Regions from separate parts of the Anser cygnoides genome. Here region 2 is linked to region 1. Evidence: chromatin contacts called from public Hi-C data. All regions are on one chromosome and are shown on one strand. The core of a region is the stretch at or near the end of the contact, and the rest is flanking DNA. Distances in the headings are between cores, read along the strand shown.

What was found. A called contact is a pair of places that touch in the nucleus more often than the background predicts.
Region 2: a contact with region 1 is called in a Hi-C map of granulosa cells, with 2.2 times the contacts expected there. The contact joins the enhancer-like site here to the promoter of KCNB1 in region 1. A contact is called at or near these places in 3 of 7 Hi-C or Micro-C datasets (granulosa cells and liver).

The regions. Positions count from the first base shown.
Region 1 is chr16:8,975,264-8,980,979 of Taihu_goose_T2T_genome, forward strand. It overlaps KCNB1 (potassium voltage-gated channel subfamily B member 1), which reads left to right and starts at 2,060. Exons shown (of 3, transcript XM_013189816.3): 1 at 2,060-2,451; 2 at 3,512-4,198. The coding sequence starts at 3,632.
Region 2 is chr16:9,138,289-9,143,811 of Taihu_goose_T2T_genome, forward strand. No RefSeq gene overlaps it. Among named protein-coding and RNA genes, the nearest start is that of STAU1, 52 kb to the right of the region's middle. Within about 2 kb of position 2,968, at least 1 of the 3 cell types and tissues checked has open chromatin away from gene starts, as enhancers often do.

The DNA.
Region 1 (5,716 bases), core at 810-3,309:
GTTAGATAACCTTGGGGAAGAGAGAGCAAGCTGCACATTCCTGCATCCTCAGGCCTGCACTGCCCCTTGCTGACAAACTCGTCAGCTGTGGAACAAGAAGTGCTGCACAGAACAGACACCCAGGGGGGAAACATCCTCCCCTCCCGCACAGGCTGCTGGATCACCCCAGGCACAGCCAGCTGGAGGGGCTGTAGAGCTCCCTCCTGCTGCTTCCACCTGAGGCTTGAGTATGATTTTTCATCCCCAGCTTTTGTGGAAGGGTGAACATGCAGCAGTGCAGGAGCCTGCGCCTCCATGCTGCCCCTTGGTGTCCCCTCACCCACGGCTGGATCTCTGGTCTCTTGCCAGACCATGTGCATGACATGGGCAGTGTATCAAGAGCGATGTAGAAAGATACAAACGCCCTGCTAATAAAACTGAGTTGCTTCTCTCCCAGTGATTTAACTGTACTGAATCTGATGCATGTCCCTGTATTACGCTACTTGTCATTTTCCCTCCCACCATTCTCTTTCCGCAGAAGAGCGTCCTGCATTTGTCACAACAGGAGATAATGTGCCCTGGATGCCAGTGCTAACAAACAAATAACCTGCTCTCATGCAGCGCCTGCCAGCTGGAAGTTTCAAGGCTCTTTGTAATCATTAACAGATTTAGCTTCGCAGCCCTGATCAGGAATTTTCATCTCTATTGTCAGAGGGGTAGAGGAGGGTCTGGAGGTGAAATGATGGGAAGGCAAGAGGAGAATTGAATTGCTCTGAGTACTGACTGTAGGTTCTCGTGATGTGGGGGAGCTACTTCAGTGGAAGAGCACGGGGCTGGGATTAAGCTGGTCAACAATCTTTGCTCCCAACTCTTCCTCCCACCTCCCTACTGAGGAGTGCTGCTCCATGCCTTTACTTCCCCATCTGCAGAAGGAAGGTAGTGACCCACTTCTTGTAAGAACTTCTGAAATATACAGATGATATGTGCTGTTATGGGAGGTACTGGAGCATAGGGCCCTACCAGAAAAATACTGTTTGGGATTTCAGAAGGTCATCTCTTAAGAAGACATGGACATTCAAATGCCAAAGATAGCAGCGTAACATCGATACTGTGTACACTAGGAAATGGGAGCTGCGTAAAGGGAGAAGCACGGAAAGCAAGGAGGAGCAGCACTGGGAGTCTTTCCCAAGTTAATCACACAAAGCCAGACACCAGGCTCCTGTTTTAGAAACCCTGAAGTGGGAATTGTCACTAAGGAGCCCAGGAGCCATGGTCAATCAATGTAAAGAGGAGAAAGGGCTAACGAGCACAGCTGTGCACCTCTGCTACCCCAGCCTAAGCAGGTGAGCTGCGTTAAGTGGTGCTAATGTAGCCATTAAACAACGTTAATGGAGCTACGGGCTCCTGGTGAGGTCCATTTTCTCCTGTCAGGAGGGAAGGAGGAAAGTGGTAGAGGGATACGTTGAAGGTTGCAGTGTTGCCTTTTCTTTGTTTTTGCTATGTTATCCGGTTAGAAGATGCTCTTTTTTATTACATATAGATCCCTAATCAACAACAGAGATCCATTATTATTCCTCCCATCTGTATCTGCAAATGCATGCAACAATTCTGAGAACAGGCTCTTGCCTTCGACGAGAGACTGCTGGGGCGAGGACGAGGACCCAGCTCACCCCCGACACCCGGATTGATGCGTGACCTCGTTGAGCTCAGCTGCTCCTAGCTCAGCAAGCAGGGCCTAGAAAGCACTGAGGGCCCTGCAGGGCTCATCAGCACTCTGCTCATCCTTCTTCTCCTGGCTCCCATCCCTGCTCCCGCTTTCACGGATGGTACCATCGGGAGCCTGAGCACGGCGGGGATAACCCCGACTGCTGCGGAGGGATGCTGTGGCTCTCCCCTCGGTGCTAGCTCTGCTCCGGGAGCCTTCCCCCGCTGCAAATCGGCCCCGGGGCGGCGGGGCCAGGCCAGGAAAGCGTTAACCTTCCCTGCAATGCTGCATCCCAGCTCACGGTGGAGCTGCCTTCCTCTCTTCCACCCCCAACTTCCAATTCACTCCAAACAACTCCGGGACAGAATTGCAGGGAAAAGCTGGAGGTTCAGCCTCGACTTGTTGATCTCCGTTTACGAGGCAGCAGAAGGAAGCACCGGAGCTTTCCTTTGTGTCCTCGCCGGGAGAGGGGCGGGGGAAAGGGGGCAGATGCGGCTTCGGCGTTGACGGCGGGCAGGAGCGAGGAGCCGCAGCCGAGGGAAGGCCTCGGAAAAGCTTCCTGCCGAGGGATCCGATTTACCTCCTTTCGCTTCCCCTCCCCCTGGGCTCCGCGGACAGACGGGAGCGCGGCCGCCATCCCTGCGCCTCGAGGCTGCCCGCGGGGGGATGCGAGCGGGGCCGCCCCGGCTGCCCGCCCCGCCGCACCATGTAGCCGCCCTCGGCCCCGCACAGCCCCGCACCGCCTCGCTGGGAGCCCGCAGGAGGAGGTAGGTGCGGGCCGGGCTCGGCCCGGAGGAGGGGAGCCTTCCCCCGGCCGGGGAGCAGCGGCCGCATTTCGCTGCCGGGGTGGGGGGCACTTAGCTCGGCGGGGAGAGGGGCCGAGCCCCCCCGGAGCTGCGCGGCTGGGCAGGGAGAAGCCGTTCCTTCCTGCGCCGGGGTTTCTCTTCGTGCCATCTTGTGTAAGCAACAGTGCTCGGGGCTGTTCTAAGCCGCCCGGCTTTGCGAGGAAGGCTCGGGGGTGGTTCTTATTCCCGTTTTCGTTGGTTTCCCTCTTATGCAGAGGGCTGCGTGGGGTGGGGGGTGGGCGTCCCTGGGTAGCCCGGAGAGGTAGAGTGGCTGGAAATACTCCCCCGTTCCCTTCCCCGGCGCTTTCCTCGGGGAAATCTGCGGGGCTGGAGTTATAAAAAGCCTCTGCTTCTCCCTGGCTCCTACGCGGAGGGGAGTTGCCTCGGGAGGGTCGCAGGGGCGGCCGGGGGCCAGCGGTGGCGGGGCCGCTTCTCTCCGGGATGGGGGCCAAGGCGGCAGTACCTCCGGTGGCTGTCGGCCCGGCTCCTTTCGGGCCGCTTCCCCTCGCAGCACCGCGCAGAGCCCTTTAATCCACCAATTCCCAGCCATTCTTCCAGAAGCAAAAAAAAAAAAAAACAAAAAAAAACCCGCACCGGGGCTGTGCCCAACCTCCTCTCCCCCAGCACCGCGCGTGCAGCCGACCCTAGAGGGGACCCTAGGCACAGCTCCTAGATCCCAAGGCGGTGGGTGGTGTGTGGGGGGGTCAGAGCCACCGATTTCGGGGGGGGGGGGCATCACCCATCCGCCACCCGGGGGAGCTCAGCGGCGGCTCCTCCGGCGGCCACGTGGGCGCGGGCGCCGCGTTCAGCACCAGGGGCGCGGACAGCGCCTGCCCGCGGCCGCCCGCCGGGGCGCCGAGCGCGGTTCAGCACCACGGGGGCGGACAGCGCCCGCCGCGCCCCCTGAGCTGATTAACGGGGCCGGGCGCTGCCCCGCGGGGATAAGGCCGGCCTCGGGCCCCATGGTTGGCTTCTCTTACAGCTCCGGGGCATGGAGGGGAAGGAGAGGTGAGGAGAAGCCGGCCCCCCCCTCCCCTTCCCTCCCCCGCCAGCCCTCGCCCCGCGCCGCGCCTTGGAGCAGCCAGCCTGAGGGGGACCAGAGATGCCTCTGGGGATGAATAAGCATGGATCTCGCTCTACTACCTCTTTGCCTCCGGACCCCACGGAGATCGTCAGGAGCAAGGCCTGCTCCCGCAGGGTCAAGCTCAACGTGGGGGGGTTGGCCCACGAGGTTCTCTGGCGGACCTTGGACAGGTTGCCGCGGACCAGGCTGGGTAAGCTCAGAGACTGCAACACGCACGACTCCCTCATGGAGATCTGCGATGACTACAACCTGGAGGAGAACGAGTACTTCTTCGACAGGCATCCCGGGGCATTCACCTCAATCTTGAACTTCTACCGTACTGGCAAGCTGCACATGATGGAGGAGATGTGCGCCTTGTCCTTCAGCCAAGAGCTGGACTACTGGGGGGTGGACGAGATCTACCTGGAGTCCTGCTGCCAGGCCCGCTACCACCAGAAGAAGGAACAGATGAATGAGGAGCTGAAGAGAGAAGCCGAGACACTGAGGGAAAGGGAAGGGGAGGAATTTGATAACACTTGCTGCGCTGACAAAAGGAAAAAGCTCTGGGACCTCCTGGAGAAGCCCAACTCCTCCGTAGCGGCCAAGGTAAGATCTCCACGTCTTCTCAAGTCTTGTGTATGTTGGCTTATGACTGCAGAGATGGTTACATGAGGTGTTGCCCTCCTGCTCTTGCTTTAGTGTCTGGGCAATTGTGGCTCAGTAGATGCTGTGAGAGAAGGGGAGAAAGACCTCCCAGATGTGAACGAGGCTTAACGTATGTTTTTTGGGTAGTTTGGAAGGTATCTGGTTTGTGCTTCTCTGAGGGCCACCTAGGCTGGTCAGTGTGGGAGCAGCTCCACGGAGCCCTGGGTCAGCATATGCTGATTGCTGGGGCTGGAGATTAGTAGGTTTGTTATTCTGTGGTCTGTCTTGATGCATTGTGTAACAGAGATTGCTTTGGGCCCAAAACATGTGTGTATCCTACTGCTTAGCTGAACTGTTTTCTTTAAAAGAGGAAATCTACTTGAATTCCCAGACCCAGGTCCAGTTCAGAAATAATGCATTCCCTTTTCGGATGACTTCAAAATTTTGTGAAATGCATCTCCTAGATATGTGTATCACGTACTCCTAGGCTGCAGGTCTGCTAAAGCTAGCATCTGAATTTCTTCCTTTACCTGATTCTAGACTATTTTAAGTCTCCCTGTACAAAGCTGCTGCAGCTCTGTCCCTGTCAATAGCTGAAGTGCTGCAACTCTGAAGTTGGTGCCAGTGCAACAGATCTATTTGAAAGCGTTTGGAAGATAAGATCCTCGTTAGGAGAAACCAATGTCAGAGTTGGCTCTGATAATTTAGCTGTCTCATGTTAGTCACATATTCTTCACTGAGGAAAATCTCTGTGAACACAGTGATTCTGTAACCATGGGGACAAAAGTAAGGGGGGAGAGGTTGAAAACTGTAGGATGGATAACTGGAAAGCATGAGAGACTGAGCAGCAGGGACCAAAACTTGCATTTTCTATGTACCGGCATCCTCACAGTATGGCAAAGAAGTAGAAAGCAACATTACAGAGGTGGCTGAGGCCTATCTCTTTTGTACATGCATTTGCAACTACAAACCCTAGCTCCATCCCTCAGGAAGCCTGGCTTTGGAGGGCTACTTAAGAAAAAAAGCTTTTCCATTCCCTGTCTCATCTCCCAGAAATTTTGCACACCACGAATGGAGAGCATGTGTGAAGTTTTGGGAAGGGATTTTATTAGGTGTGGAGCTAAATGGCTCATTCTGGCAGGGGAAGGGAAAGGCATGGTCTGCTACTGAACCGATTATCACTTTTTTTTAATGACAAACGGAGCCCCAGAACGTCTTTTTCTCTCCAATGGCACAGATGACACTGAATGCATTAATCATTTATAAGGCTCCTTTGGCACAGTCCTGGAATCCTGAAACACAGGCCCCGGGCTTCGCTGTCTGTGGCACTGACTCAAAATCCATTAGAGACTGTTGATGTTCATGATTTATTGTATATGAGCAGGGGGTCATCCTTGCCAAATAAATGTCTTTTGTGATTTATAAATGAAATACACTCTAGCTTCATTTTCTGAGAAAATTCACGGAGTAAGTGCATTC
Region 2 (5,523 bases), core at 1,718-4,217, 160 kb after region 1:
TGAGATCTCAGAATAGAAGTGAAAAGACCTTTGAATGGCATTCTCCTTCTCCCTTTCTGTATGCATCTGCTATTTTTTAGCACGCAGACATGGGTTAAGAGTTGCTACCAAGCACAATTCAGAGATATTGCTGATTGCCATCTGAAGAAAGCAGACTATAGACCCGTGAGACCTGAGATACTAGCTCTTGCTGTAGTAGAGAAGAACATCAGACCAAACAGTCCTAAACTCCACCTGCAAACAAAGCCCAGCCAGCAGCAGTCCTATATCCTGACAAAGGGGTAGGATCTCATTAGGACTGAAGGGCATTTTGGTCAGCACACCTGAACTGGGCTGCTGACCCAGAACCATCTCAACCAGAAAAAAATCCTTTCTTGTTAGGCCTGGACTTTCCTGTGTGCTTAGGAGGCAAGGAACAGCTGCACACCCCTTCAGACATGCCTTTGCCACCCTCGTAAAGCTCACGGTCACCTGCAGAGAGGAAAACCACATCCAGACGGAGTGTGCAGAGGGCACTAGCAGAGGGCAGCAGTCTTCCCCAGTCTTCCCCATATGACCACGTAGGTCCACAGTCTCCATTTTTCAGGTCACGGATTTTGTCCCCAAGACCCAGACTCCCAAGGTACTGCCGAGAGAGTCCCCATCACGGCAGAGCAGTTATGGCTGGGCCTCTGTCACAGCAGCAAACACCTTCTTGGGTTTAAACCTCAAGGGCATTTGCCCTTGATAAAGGCAGCATCTCAGCACAGTCCCACAGCTCAGACTGCAGCCCAGGGGAGGTGTGATCTGCTCATTCCGCCTTCTCCTCTCTCGTACGCAATGCTGCGTTATAAGACCATGGGGGGAAATCAGGATGGAAGAGAAGTAGAGTTGTCACTCCTCACTCAGGTGTGGCTGTGGGCACAGAGACCAGGGGTGGAAGCCATGCCCTCTCCTCTGCCCAGACCCATTCCACAACCCCATCACATACAGAGCGGGGCTATGACTCACCCAGGGCATAAAGGAAACAAACTCGTTGTCATTAAAAAGCTATTATCTTTAATGAAAGCTGGAGGAGGTTCAAAGTGGCCAGGACTCTTATTTAGAAAACAGAAAAGATAAATACTTTAATAAAAAGCTTTTAGTGGTTTTCTCTCTAGTTCTTCTGCTTCCCCGAAGAAAAAGAAAGGAAACCAGCCAACTTTTCTGAATCCAGTACTTTGTATTTGGATGGTCTTTCTTTTCCTAAGAGAAAGTGAAGGAACAACTTGAGAGTCTGAGCCATGACGGACAACCCTATGAACAAGGCAAGCCATACTTCTAAGCAGAAGAAAAGCCCTGAATAGGTTTGCATTCAAGTCAAAGCTGGAATTTTTCCCTAGTCTGTAGAACCTGACTCCACAAAGCATCACTGGGAATCTTTTAAATCCAGAATAACCCTATAGCAAGACACACTCTCTAGAAGGAACACAATGCCTAAAATCCTCCATCAATTCCCCAAGCTACGTGACCCTTCTCCCACATCAAGTCGAAAGCAGTGCCTGGCTTTTCAGATTCCTCCGAAACTAGTTCCACTCTCCTACTTTCACCAGCTGCCTCCACACACACAGCCACCTCCTCCTTCGGCCCCTGCACCTCTGCATCCTCCTCCAGCACTGCTTCTCTGGCAGCCCCACCACGCTGGGGGATCCCTCCAGGCAGGAGCAGCCTTACCCTCCTCCCCTGACTCGCGCTATGGCTTGGTGCTACAGAAATAGCCTGTGGGATTTTGTTGCTGGTGTTTAAGGAGGAACCAGATCAACACCAGATCACCCCCATCACACGCAAGTTAACTTTAGCTGATGTTCTGAACATAAGAGCCTAGGACTCCAGGCCCCCATTTCTCCTTCTCTGTGCACACAGTTGCCAAGCTGCAACTTGGCATAGCCCAGAACACAGGTCCCTTTGCTTCTCACAAGTGGATGTCTGTTAGATTAAGACAAAGCAAGCTAACATCTTCCTTTTCTGAAACTGATAAATCTAAGACAAATATCAGTGCTTTTGTATGTGTGGTTTTATTTCAATGATTTTCTCAAAAGTGACAATAAAAAATGGATATGGGATTTACAGTGGTACCCTTCTGTATCTAAGGTTAAATGAATCCACCCACAGCTAAAAAAAACACAAAACAAAAAACATTTAGGTATAACTTGAAATGTCAAGTCAGTTGAGCTGGCTTGGGCGGCAGCAAGTACAAAAGTACAAATGGGCGATGTGCAAGTTGCAGGATCAGGCTCCAGTGCGCCACAGCACTGCTTGTCCCCTGGGACCCTGTACGATACAGGATCACTTAGGGATAGTCTACAGTACAGTTTCTTCACAGCAGTTGTCACACAGGCCCTGGATTTCACTCTTCTAAATCTCTCCCCAGATGTTCAGAAGAAAAGCAAAGCAAACAAAACAAATCCTGAAGTGATACAGATGCTGCTTTAATAGAACATGGAGGTTTCTTTTATACTGAAAAGCGTACTTAAATACTATATTTGAAATATTACACTGCACACAGACATAGCTGTTCCAACTAACCAGGCTCTGTAATGAGGTATAAAAGCTACAGAAGAAAACAAATATACTTAAATACAACTAGTCCTGCTTTTAAGTTGCCATTTGATTGCACATCCAGAAAAACCTTGGTTTTAAATAAATCTCTCTAGTAAGCAGCAGATATGTTAGCATTTAACTGAGATAAGTGAAGTTTCAAAGACAGATGGTCTCATATCTCTGTAAGGTTCAGAAATTTAAAATGCCCAGTTCAAAAGTGGGTTGAGCATTGCCAATATTAGTCAAGCTTTTAGCTGACATTTGTGACTACCTTAACAAAAATGAATTGATTTCTGATCGTAGTGTCAGGATTAAACTTATCTGAACACACCCTGGATCTCTGCAGTCCAGGTGTTGCCCATGTCACAGTCACACTGCCTTTGTTTCATACGTCATGCTGTCAGGAAGCCAAAGAGGTCAGAGAACAGGACCCAGCTTAATCTCTGCCATGCGGAGTTCCTGGAGGAGTCCACAGATGAAAGAGTCCTGGTCTGATCCTGCTTGCCTGCCAAAGATAATCTGAGTGCCTCTCATGCATGCGGTGAGTCAGACACATCTGGTGCAATCTGCCAACCAAGTGGAAATTACTGCTCCAATGTTGTAAACAAAGCCTGATGCTGCTGGGTCCTGTCGACCAAACGGGCCTCATTCATGCTGGCAGTTCCTTGTCTGCGCTGCATCTTTTTCACTTCACCAAGCATTTGTAGAACAAGACCTAGAACAGATGAGTCCACATTTCTAGACCTGTCATTGGCCTTGGAGCCATACTGCCTCGTGAAATGTATCCATTTCCCTTTGAGTGAAAAACAAACAAAAACCACAGCAAGTCGGCCCTTGTAAATTAATAAAGTTACAGCTAACCTACAAAGCAGCAGATACTCATTTGCAGTAAGGTGTCACTTAGGTGATGAAACCAGAGGCCTTATCTTCAAGAAATATATTTCCACAGGAGGTTCAAGGACACTTCTCTGCACAAATTCAGTCTCTGCAGATGATAGCTAAACACTTCACAAAACATTATGAAGCCAGAAAGAAATATGATGTGAATTAGAGCTAAAAACCAAAGCACTGACCCCAACTCACAGAAGTCTGTTACTGGCATTTCTGAGTACAACTGTGGAAGATCATACTGTAGTACCTGTATTAAAATAAACGAAACTTCCAATACTAGCTCACCTATTCAATAGTTTTATTCAATTGATACAATTTACATGGCAGAAATGGTCACTTATTTTCTAAAATGAGAGCAAAAGCTGTCATGGGCATGGGAAGGCACTGATCAGTCAAGTCTGCATGTTCCTCAGGCAAAATCAAGTCCCCAAGGCACAGGGCTTTCTGCACTTTGCAATTTAGTAAATAGAAAGCGAAAGAGGTTTTGTGTTGTTTTACCTGGAACAGGGTGCACTGTGTTTTTTTTTTCCTCTCCTGTGTTTTTTTTTTTTGTTTTGTTTTTTGTTTTAATTTCACACTATTTCAGCTATACCCAGATTTGAATTCTAGAACTCTGGGAGGAACTTATTAATTCACCTCCTCCAAGAACATTCTTCTTTTCAATGCCCAGGCTCCTCCTCTGATCCATGAAAAGCAATGCCATAAATTACCACATGAAAGAAATATCCTTAATCATTAAATTAATGACATTTTAAAAAGGACTTTTAAATAATACTCCTAATGAGTCAAAAAAAATGGCATTATAAACCCAAATCACCTTTACTCCCAGTAAAAGGAAACCAAAGATGAAGACGCCCTGCGAGATCCTCCTAACACTTCCATCACTACAATTCTCTCCACAGAGCTAACCCCACCATCTCTCAAGGACCCTGTACAGGTTTATGGTTCAGGTATGGTACAGGAAACGACAGCTCACTGACAAGCCTGTCGCCCGCAGCTGAAGCCGGTGTCGCATTCATGAAGACCTGAGAGCTCCTGTCTTCTCCTACCCTCAGAGATCCCCCCCATACAGCTTTACATCTCCCCCCTCCCGAGCAAGAATAGAGGGAACAATGCTGTCATGGATATAACTCCATCAGGCAGTGGGAATATCTGACAACAGCCAGATATTGGTGAGCTTTCCTCTTCAGTGTGAGGGAAAATCGTTCGTCTCTTCCCTGGATAGGTGCCTCTGTCAGATTCTCTGTCACAATTCAGACAGGCAGGAGGCAGCTCTTGGGAAGCTGCAACCTTTCCATCTGTGGGGTTTGGTTTTTTGTTTTTAAAAGGGGCATTGGGGGCAGCAGGGAGAACCCACTGATGTGACTTCCAGCAACAGAGCAAGGGAGGCACCCAACTGGAAGGAAAAGGCAGCGTCACATCTCTCAGGCAAGAGGCGATGACATCCTTTGTGCCCGTCATGTCCAGTTCATGTAGCACGGTGAACCCTGCACCCAGCATTTGTCGTGCAGGCCTGGCAGTCAGAGCCCTGATTCTGCCTGCTTTCCTTCACTGAGGAAATCCATCTGTGCTTTCCCTCTGCTCTGCTTTATTCTTGCAAGTACTTTTCTCCAGAGGAATAAAAAAAAATAGAGCCAGGAAAAGAACAGTAAGGGGCAGATTTCTATCTGTTTAAACTAACAAGATGACTCAGAAGCTGACCCCTCCTCACCAAGCCTTCTACTTGTCAAAAGGCTACATAACAAGAGGTCTGCCTGGTCAGCTCTGCTAGAGGAAAAAACAAACAGGTATGTGTGCACAGAGACATTCACCAGGTCACTGTAACTTATTCTGAGACATGAGACCTCATCAGCCTCCCCCTCATCCCCACCGGTGTTGCTACTTGCCTTTACAGCTAGCTGTCTGATGTTCAAGGACTTGGACACTGCTTTGGTCCCCAGCGTACCATCCCCGATCAGAGGAGAGTCTGGCAGGGGGAATGTCAGAGTTCAGAGGAGTGACAGAGAGGGTTTGCAGCAGGAAACCATGACCAGCAGCACAAAACGTGGGTCACCCTCAGGATACAACAGCAGC